Regions from separate parts of the Mus musculus genome. Here all the other regions are linked to region 1. A link is a contact called in public HiChIP or PLAC-seq and promoter capture Hi-C data. All regions are on one chromosome and are shown on one strand. Each heading gives the region's core, a stretch centred on a gene start, on an enhancer-like site or on the middle of the called end of the contact. The rest is flanking DNA. Distances are from core to core; before and after follow the strand shown. Region 1 holds the start of Zfp526 (zinc finger protein 526). Region 2 holds the start of Ethe1 (ethylmalonic encephalopathy 1). Region 3 holds the start of Smg9 (smg-9 homolog, nonsense mediated mRNA decay factor (C. elegans)).

Region 1 (3,172 bases), core at 491-2,990:
CTGGGGTCATCAGGGCTGCAAGGCACACGCCTTTACCTCCTGGGCCAGCAAGATGGCCCGTTTTTGTTGTTGCTGTTGTTTGAGACAGATTTTCTCTGTGTGGCCCTGGACTGTCCTGGAACTCAGATCTGTAGACTGGGCTGGCCTTGAACTCACAGAGATTCACCAGCCTCTGCCTCCCAAGTGCTGGGGTTAGAGTTGTGCGCCGCCACTGCCTTGCTGGTTCTGTTTTGTAGAGACAGTCTATGTACAAAGGCTGGCCTTGACCTCACTCAGTATGTACACGGGGACGTCTGGTTCTCAGCCTTGTTTCTTCTGCCTCCCAAGTGCCATCGGCCACTTTCCTTACCTCTTTACTTGTGCTCATGCCAGGAGCATGGAGACTTTAGCTGGTAGCCCTGGCATACAGGCTGCTCATGTACTGCTCCCAGAGGGCAGGGATCTTAGCCTCTTCACCACCGAGGTGTTTCCAGTGCCAAGAAAGGTGCCCAGCACACAGTAAATACACAGACTCATTCAGTGACGAGTTAAGGCTCCCTATAGACGATGTCCTGGGACCTTAACCATCTCTGTGCACACTACATGTCTACCCATTTTATGCATTTCCATGATACATAGCCCAGTACAAGGCCCTGTTATTAGTTGATGACCAATAAACCATTTGCAGATAAATGACTTGCTAAATGCTCAGGAACCAAACTTTCCTTATCTACCAATTCCAAATACCCCATTAAGTGCGCTCTGTTTTGAAGCATCTCATCTTGTAACCCTGGCCTATCTGGAACTCACTATGTAGGGCAGACTGGCCTCAAACTCACAGAAATCTACCAGCTTCTCCCTCCCCAGTGCTGACATTGAAAGCGGGTGCCACTACACCTGCCTGGCTCCTCATTAAGTCCGAACCAGTCCATAAAGGATTTTCTTAGAAACAATCAAATGGGCTGGGGGTGGGGGAGGTTAGCATTCTGCCTTAGTTACAGCCTCACTGCCAAGACAGAACTCCCCTGGCTTGGATCAGAGCATGCTACATGGCTTGTAGCAGGTAAGGAGCGGATGCCCAAACTTTACAAAGTATGGATGAGCTCATACACAGAAAAACATGGTGCACAGGACCCAATCCTATGTGCTCTCTGAATTTCATCCAACTCAATCCTTCCAAAACTCACTTAACTTGCACACAATCCTAATAACACTGTCCTTCTAGAAAGTAGCACAGGTATCCCGAAATGGACACTTTTCCGCCTGCATTCTTTTCCCTCCCAGTCCTACACCGTGTCAGGGGGTAGGTGGAATTCAGCTAATACCTCTGTATACGGAAAGGAGATCTAAGCACCTACACCAGGGGCCTGAAAGTTCAACTTTCCCGCTACACTGCTTTTTTCCCTCCTACCAGATTCCTCTTCTCTGCAGCGTGAGAGCCCCCTGCAGGGGTGGGGTGTGCAAGCGAGCTCAAGCTGAGGCCAGCACAAGCAGGGGATCCAACGACGCCTCTAGGGCACACAGGAAGGAGCTGTCGATCATCCCGCGCTGCTCCAGCCCCAAGCGCAGGCCCCAAGGCTCTCCGACCCTGAGCGTACCCTTCCCTCTTCCTCCACTCTCTCCTTACACCCAGCGCTCTCTTCCCCGCCCGCCCTGCGGCGCCCTCACCCATCTCTCTTACCTCCAAGCAGCCCCTGCCGCTCTTGACACAGACCCTCCACTCCAGTAGTGTAGGACCCTTCACTATCCACGCCTCCCATTGGGCGGTGCTCTCAGGAGAGGCAGCCAATCAGAGCTGGTAGCGCAGGGCACGCGCCCTCGCGCCTGCGTGTTGGGAGTCAGGCGGGGCTCCGCGAGTTTCTCCACGCAGACACCAGTGCCCTGGAGGCGGTGTCCGGGACCAGGAGAGGCGCCTGCGCAGTTCTCCGGGGCCGCTCCTTTCCTGCTGTTTGAAAATTCAGCGGAGAAAAGTGTGCATCCTTATAGAGCGAGGTCGCACAAATGAACGTGGCGGTGCGAGACTTTGACAGGTGTTATCTCGTAGCAGAAGAGACTGAGCGTTTCTGACAGCGTAACTAAAAAGCCAGACACACTTGTACTTTTCCTGCGCCGCCTCAGTTTTTGCTTACGTGCAAAGTGGACTGGAATCGCATCTCCTGAAAGGTTGTTGAAGGCATTGAATTTTGTCATACACATAAAAATGTTCGGCTCGGGGCCTGATACACCGTAGTACTCACTATAGCCCACCCATCATAGAAGCTTTACCGTTTATAAATAGCTTTCCCCTTCCTCCCATTCTTTGTCTGATTCAATGATATTCACACAGAGAGCCCATACCGTGGACTCCACTGCCATCCGTTTCACAGGTGGAAAAGCTAAGGCCCAGAAAAGGGAAACAAACAGCCAGCATTGAGCCAGAGCCTCCCGCCCCTTAGGGAGACAATTCCGGGGGTGGAAACCAGTCCTAGAAGAGACCTGTCTTAGGCACGTGCTGGCCCTGACCTTGAGTCACCTAAGTGGGGGAGGAGGAGCGACCGTCACGCTCAAGGCCTCGTGTAGGGGACATGAAGACACCCTAGCCTCCACTTCTGTGACAGGATTGCTCTCATAGGTGCAGGTTAGGAGGGGCATCTGGGTGGCTCCAAGACTCAAGAGGGCTCAGAAGCGATTGTACAAAGGCTGTTCTAACCGTGGGTGTGGTGTCTATGATAGGAGGTGCTGATGGACGTCTTCGGAATGTGCTGCACACAGGGGGTGGCAAGGTCTATTGAGATTTGGGAAGAGGTATCATTCTGCTGCTTGCGACTGGAGAATTTATAAATTGGGGCTGGGGAGCTGTATGAGCAAGAATTTCCATGTAGGATCTGAGACAGCAGAGTTGAGTTGTAGGTTTCTGGTTGCCACCAGAATGGGGCATACTGTATTACAAGTCCTGATTATGAGCCTTGAGCGCTCCAGGGAGTCGGGACCCTCGTGACTGGTTTACTTTGCGCTGACAGCTGTTGGCACTGGTCATGTGGGTGTCTAGGACGTGATCAGGAGGAAGAGGTAGTCTGTGGGATGAGTAATTCCACCAGGTCGTGTCATAGGATTCAGGGGACACACACCGAGCCTGAAACCACCATCAAGAGCAAGACACAGCGAGGTTTTGCTCTTGCGCAAGCGCAGCAAGGGAGAGTCCGGACGCTTGGGT
Region 2 (2,935 bases), core at 155-2,654, 630 kb after region 1:
CTGGGTTTATGGTACTTTCCACAGAGAACAGAGCTGAGGAGTCTGAGCCTAAATCCACCAACCCTTCTTCCATTGGGCCCAGCAGTCCATTCCCCGAGCACCCTCTTCTCTTCAAAGTCTAAGGAGCTGTGGCCAACAACATCTTCTGTAAGACCCAACTCACAAAGCGTCCAAAGCGGATGGAATCACCTTCCCCGATATGCAAATCAGCCTGGGCTCCGCTGAGGCGGGAGATGACAGACTGGCAGCCCGGGAGCAGGGACCGGAGAACCCCCGTGCCGGTGATGTGGTCAGCATGGCAGTGAGTGTTCACTAGGAGAGAAGAGGGAATAGAAAACGGAATGTTTCAGCCCACAGCATCCAGCCTTCAGACCCAGGAAGGCAGACCCTAGACCTCCCTCAGACCCTGAGGTCCGGACTCCACCGCTCCTCCCTCATCCAACAGTCCAGACTCCAGCCCTCTTCCCCTAGACCCAGGAATCCAAGCCCACTCTTCCTCCTCTAAACTCAGGGATCCAGACCCCAATCTTCCTCCTTCAGGCCCAGAGCTCCAGGCTCCGTCTTTCTCCCTCAGACTCTCAGACCCTGACTCAATCATCTTCTTTCAGACCCTGGGGTCTATGCTCCTTCATCCAGGGTCTATCCTCCAGCCCTCCTCCCCCAGACTCAGGCGTCCAGGCTCCTGTTTTCCTAGAGCGCTTTCTCCGGGGCCCCGCCTCTCTCATGCCCAAGTTTGGTCCTGGACTTACCAGCGTACAACAGCTTGAGCCCCAGCTCCTTAATCAACTGAGCATCCCGATGCGCTGTCTCCAGAACGGGGTCGATCAGAACTGCCTCTCTTGACTCCCGGTCACCCAGAAGGTAGGTATAGGTGCAGCTCTTGGGTTCAAACATCTGGGAGGGATGGAGCAACGGAGAGAGTTCCCGGACCTAACTCCCATGCCTGGGGGATACAGTATCCAGGCCTCCCCTTCTTCCTAGAATCCTGAAGCTACAACCCCAACCCTCTTTGCCCAAGGATCAGGAATCAGAGGGTCCCCCCAGATCCCTCCAGCAGAATCAAGAAACTTCATCTTCAAACAAGCACCAAGTTAAGGACCCCGCCTTCTCTGGTAATGGGCCCCAGATCCCGACCCCAAGCTCAGGGTCCCACTAACTACTCCCTGTTAAAGGGTCGGGACTCCTTGTTTCCCAACAGCCAGGCATGAAGGACGCCCCAGACCTTCTTTAAAGGACAGAGAGTCCTGCCCCTCCCGCTGCCCCGGGCTCTGGGTCCTTTCGTCCGTTCGCCTCTCCGTACCTGCCGCAGGAGGACCGGGGCTCCGGATGCGCTTTGCTGGCTCAGCCGCCGCCCGGCGACCCTGACGACCGCGCTCGCCATCGCGCCAGAGCCCGCTCAGCACTGAGCCCTGCAGCCGCCCCGCCAGAGCCTTACGCACCGGGGCTGACCCGGGAGGGCGGGCCAGGGCGGGGCCTGCCTTAAAGGAACCGCAGTACACACGACCCAGGAAGGAAGGAAGGAAGGAGCAAGGGTTGCAGTGAGACCCTGAAACCGACAGGAAAGGGCCCAGGGACTCAAGGCATTTAGAGATACTGTTATAGAAACAGAGAGAGAAGTAGGGCTCCCTAGACACTTAGAGCCACGGGACGTTTTCCAGGAAAACACGTGTTCGGCTAGTCACCTGCTAAGGGAAAAAAATTAAATTCACGATCATTCATATTTTGAGGACCTGTTGGACCAGTATCTGACACAGGTTCTCACTACAAAGCTATGGCTACTTCGGAAATCGTCCTGTAGACCAGGGTGGTCTCGAACTCAGAGATCCGCCTACTTCTGCCTCTGTAGTGCTGAGATTAAAGGCGCTTGCACACACCATGCTTGACTGAGACAGGATCTTATATAGCCCAGGCTGGCCACAAAATCGTGGCTATCCTGCCTAAGTCTTCTAAGGACAGCAACAACAATAAATATTTAAGATTCTTATTTGTATTATTTAAAATTATGTCTGTGTCGGGTGTGTGCAGACGAGTGCGTGTAACGGTGTAGATCGAAGACACTGGATCCTCGGGAACTGGATTACAGGAGGTTGTGTAGTGCCCGTGTCGGTTCTGGGAACAGAATTTGGATCCTCTACAAAGAACAATATATGCTCTCCGGTGTGTGTGTGTGTGTGTGTGTGTGTGTGTATGTGTGTGTATTTGTGTGTGCGCGCGCATGCACATGCATATTCTTTTTTGAAGGGACATATATGTGCAGTTTAACTTTGTAGGGTCAGGTTCCACCTTCTACTTTTACCTAGATTCCAGGAACCGAACTTGCTGCAATGGTTGCTTAGCAACAGAGCCTTCTGCTAGCCCCTCACAAGGGTTATTTAAGCACCTTTGTCAGAAATAGTTATTTTTCTCTGGTTTTTTTTTCCTTCTTTTTCCTCCTTTTGTTGTTTACAGGAGCTCTCTCTCCCTCTCCCTGTCCATCTCCCTCTCCTCCCCACTCCCCGTTATTGTTGTTTTTAGCCTGGATCTTTGTAGCCTAGGCTGCATTCAAACTCCAATGTGCCTTAGAATGACCTGGAACTGCTTGTGCACACACACATACACACACACACCTCACACATACACACACAACACACACACACACACAACACATACATACACACACATACACACACATAACCCCCACACATACATACACACATATACACACACCCACATACCCACCACACACTCACATACACACATATACACACATCCCACATACATGAACAAAGCAACTTGAGAAGGGAGGGGTTTATTCCGCTTACTCTTCCACATCACTGCACATCTTTGAAGGAAATCAGAACAGGAACTGAGCAGGAAGCTGGAGGCAGGAGCTGATGCAGAGGCCATGGAGGGTGCTGCTTACTGGCTTGTTTCCCATGGCTTACTCAGCCTTCCC
Region 3 (2,983 bases), core at 82-2,581, 820 kb after region 1:
CACCTCTTTGGAGAATCTTCCAGAATTGACAAGTTGCTTTGCAAGAATTTCCAGGAGACCCCCAATTCTTAACTGTTCTAATGCCTTTTCTCTTGAGGCATGGTGCATTCCACAACTTAATACTGTTTCCTCCTCCTCCTCACCTCTCCCTCTCAAACAGGGTCCTGCTCTGCAGTTCAGGCTGGTCTCAAACTCATGGCGACCCTCCTGTTTCTGGCTCCACACTACTGGAATTACATGTGTGAGCCGCCTTGTCCAGTTCTATTCACGTATTTTTCTAAGTGCTTCCTAGTCTACTTGCAGTCTTTTTTTTTTTTTTTTTAAGATTTATTATAATATATAAGTACACTGTAGCTGTCTTCAGACACACCAGAAGAGGGCATCTGATCTCATTACGGATGGTTGTGAGCCACCATGTGGTTGCTGGGATTTGAACTCATGATCTCTGGAAGAGCAGTCAGTGCTCTTAACCGCTGAACCATCTCTCTAGCCCCCCTTTTTAAAAATATTATTTATGTATTTATTTATATGAGTACACTGTAGCTGTCTTCAGATACACACCAGTAGAATGTGCATCAGATCCCATTACAGGTGGTTGTGATCCACCATGTGGTGGCTGAGAATTGAACTCAGGACCTATGGGAGAGCAGTCAGTGCTCTTAACCTCTGAGCCATCTCTCCAGCCCCTACTTGCAGTCTTATATGGAGCCTCCTTCCAATACTCAGGCATGAAGAACCTCAAAATCCAATTTCCATGGAAGGTGGCCCTAGGTGTATGTCGGCTTCTTTGGGACTGTGTCCAGAAATTTCCTCCCGATACTGTTAGAAGGCTCGTACCAGCACTACAGGGACACTTTACAGTGGCTATAGTTTCTATTAATTTATTTGTACCTCCAGCTAACGGCGCCGCAATTCCGAGACCTTCACGTTCCTACTCCCATTGGCCAGCCGCCCAGCGACCTTTTAACGGCAGGGCGGGGGCGGGGCTTGAATACGCCCCACCCCCAACCCCGCCCCGTCGGCGCGCCTGCCTCTCCCAGGCTCGGGGCGTCCCCCCTTCCCCTTACCTAGGGCAGCTGCTGATTAGTTCCTGGGTCGCAGCGCGCGCTCTGAGTGACGGGAGTGCAGCGTGGGCGGGGAAGGTCCTCCACAGCCACCTGCCGTGTAAATGGTGCCGGAAGGTCACAAGCCAGAGAATGAGAGAGGCCGAGAAAACGGGTGCCGGCTATTCCGGAACAGGCCTTGGCGTCCCGGAAGCTCCCAGAGGAGGAAGAAGAGGAAGCCACAGTACGCAGCCCAACGAGTCACGGCCTGCGCTGCTAGCTCGGCGCATGCGCCGCGGGCTGGGCGCGCAAGCGAACCCAACGTGCGCGTTAGACTGAGCATGCGTGAATGGAGGTGGCTGGCTTCAGCACGCATGCGGATTACGGAGGGGCGAGGGAGTATGTTGCTGCTGAGAAGGCGCGTGCGCATTGTTTCTCTGGGCGGGCCTGCTGTTTGGCTGGGTGGGCAGCTCTGGAGATTTCGAGTTCGAATCCCGGGTCTTCTGTAGTGTTGTCAGACCGATCGGGGTAGGGTACGGCGGAAGGGAGGAATTAACGTCCTTATCTGAGCAAGCACAAGACTGATTCAGCTGGCTGCAAGAAGCGATCTTGAAGGACTTTAAGGAAGAGCCCAGCTCCTCCAAGACAGAACATCTGTAGAGAAAGGTCTAGGCTTGGACCTGTGGCACGAGGTGGGCGGCAGAAGTGGGCGGATCGCAGGGCTACAGAAGGGGCAAACATTCAAAGGACTAGGGGCACAGCCTGAAGCAGCTGGAAGGCCACTGGGCAGAGGGTGCAGTCACCCAATGGAAAGACAGCTGAGAGGCAGAAGTTCCACCTCCCCTATTGCTTTTCCTTTCTTAAAGAAAAAAAACCGTGAGTCCATCAGCCTGACCTCAAACTTACCCTCCTGTGTCTGCCTCTTCAGCATAACCTACCTGTGTGTGCCGCCACAATCAGCTCTCTTGGTTATTTGTTTGTTTGTTTGTTTGTTTGTTTGTTTGTTTTGAGACAGGGTTTCTCTGTATAGCCCTGGCTGTCCTGGAACTCACTCTGTAGACCAGGCTGGTCTCAAACTCAGAAATCCGCCTGCCTCTGCCTCCCAAGTGCTGGGATTAAAGGCAGCTCTCTTGTTTTGAGGTGGGGTCTTACTGTGTAGACCAGGCTGGTCTAGAACTCAAAGAAACCCACCTGCCTTGGCCTCAGGACTGCTGGGCTCTCCCCACCCCCTCGGCTTTTCGTTATTCTCTCCCATTCTCTTCTGTACTGAGAAAAGAGAGAGGGCCTTGCTATGTAGGATGTGCTCTACCACTGATCTGCATTTCAAGACACAAGCACACATGCGTGCTTGTCCCCAGAGCTGATCTCCATGTCAGCCTAACTCAAACAGCATCGCCTCCCTCCATGCCCCCGCCAAGCTCTTCTCTGTTCTCCTATGGGCACCTAGCTGCCAAGACTTAAAGTTTGCCTTCCCTTCGGCTTTTCTTTCAAATTTGAAAAAAAAAAAAATGTTCCTTGGAGTGCTGATAGAGGCACACTCCACGGGATTAAACCTAGAGCCCCATGCATGTTATGCATGCTAGGTAAGCACACTGCTGCCTGGGCCACATGGCCAGCTTATAAAGGATGGATATATATATAGTGAGTACACTGTAGCTGTCATCAGACACACCAGAAGAGGGCATCAGATCCCATTACAGATGGTTGTGAGCCACCATGTGGTTGCTGGGAATCGAACTCAGGACCTCTGGAAGAGCAGCCAGTGCTCTTAACCGCTGAGCCTTCTCTCCAGCCCGTGAAGAATTTTTTTATTGTTGAAGCCTGGAGACAGAAAGCACGAGTTTTTCATATTCAAGGTAACCATCAGGGCAGTGATTGGTTGGAGGGCTGTTTATGAAGAGTGCTCAATGCCACCAGATTCACTGAGTTATAAGCGGGAT

What was found. Promoter capture Hi-C pulls out the DNA fragments that hold promoters and counts their contacts. HiChIP or PLAC-seq counts read pairs in DNA pulled down with a chosen protein or histone mark.
Region 2: an H3K4me3 HiChIP or PLAC-seq map of bone marrow-derived macrophages shows a contact between it and region 1, with 2.3 times the contacts expected there. The contact joins the promoter of Ethe1 here to the promoter of Zfp526 in region 1. A contact is called at or near these places in 3 of 39 promoter capture datasets (hippocampal neurons, liver and pre-B cells) and 1 of 115 datasets of contacts at active chromatin or transcription factors (bone marrow-derived macrophages).
Region 3: a promoter capture Hi-C map of erythroid cells shows a contact between it and region 1, with 4 times the contacts expected there. The contact joins the promoter of Smg9 here to the promoter of Zfp526 in region 1. A contact is called at or near these places in 2 of 39 promoter capture datasets (erythroid cells and fetal liver) and 1 of 115 datasets of contacts at active chromatin or transcription factors (microglia).

Annotation. Positions count from the first base shown.
Region 1 is chr7:25,219,993-25,223,164 of GRCm38.p6, reverse strand. It overlaps Zfp526 (zinc finger protein 526), which reads right to left and starts at 1,740. Exons shown (of 3, transcript NM_175436.5): 1 at 1,661-1,740. It also overlaps a transcript of Dedd2 not described here.
Region 2 is chr7:24,592,377-24,595,311 of GRCm38.p6, reverse strand. Ethe1 (ethylmalonic encephalopathy 1) reads right to left here and starts at 1,404. Exons shown (of 7, transcript NM_001364014.1): 1 at 1,301-1,404; 2 at 750-894; 3 at 164-312. The coding sequence starts at 1,381.
Region 3 is chr7:24,397,976-24,400,958 of GRCm38.p6, reverse strand. It overlaps Smg9 (smg-9 homolog, nonsense mediated mRNA decay factor (C. elegans)), which reads right to left and starts at 1,331. Exons shown (of 14, transcript NM_028047.2): 1 at 1,068-1,331.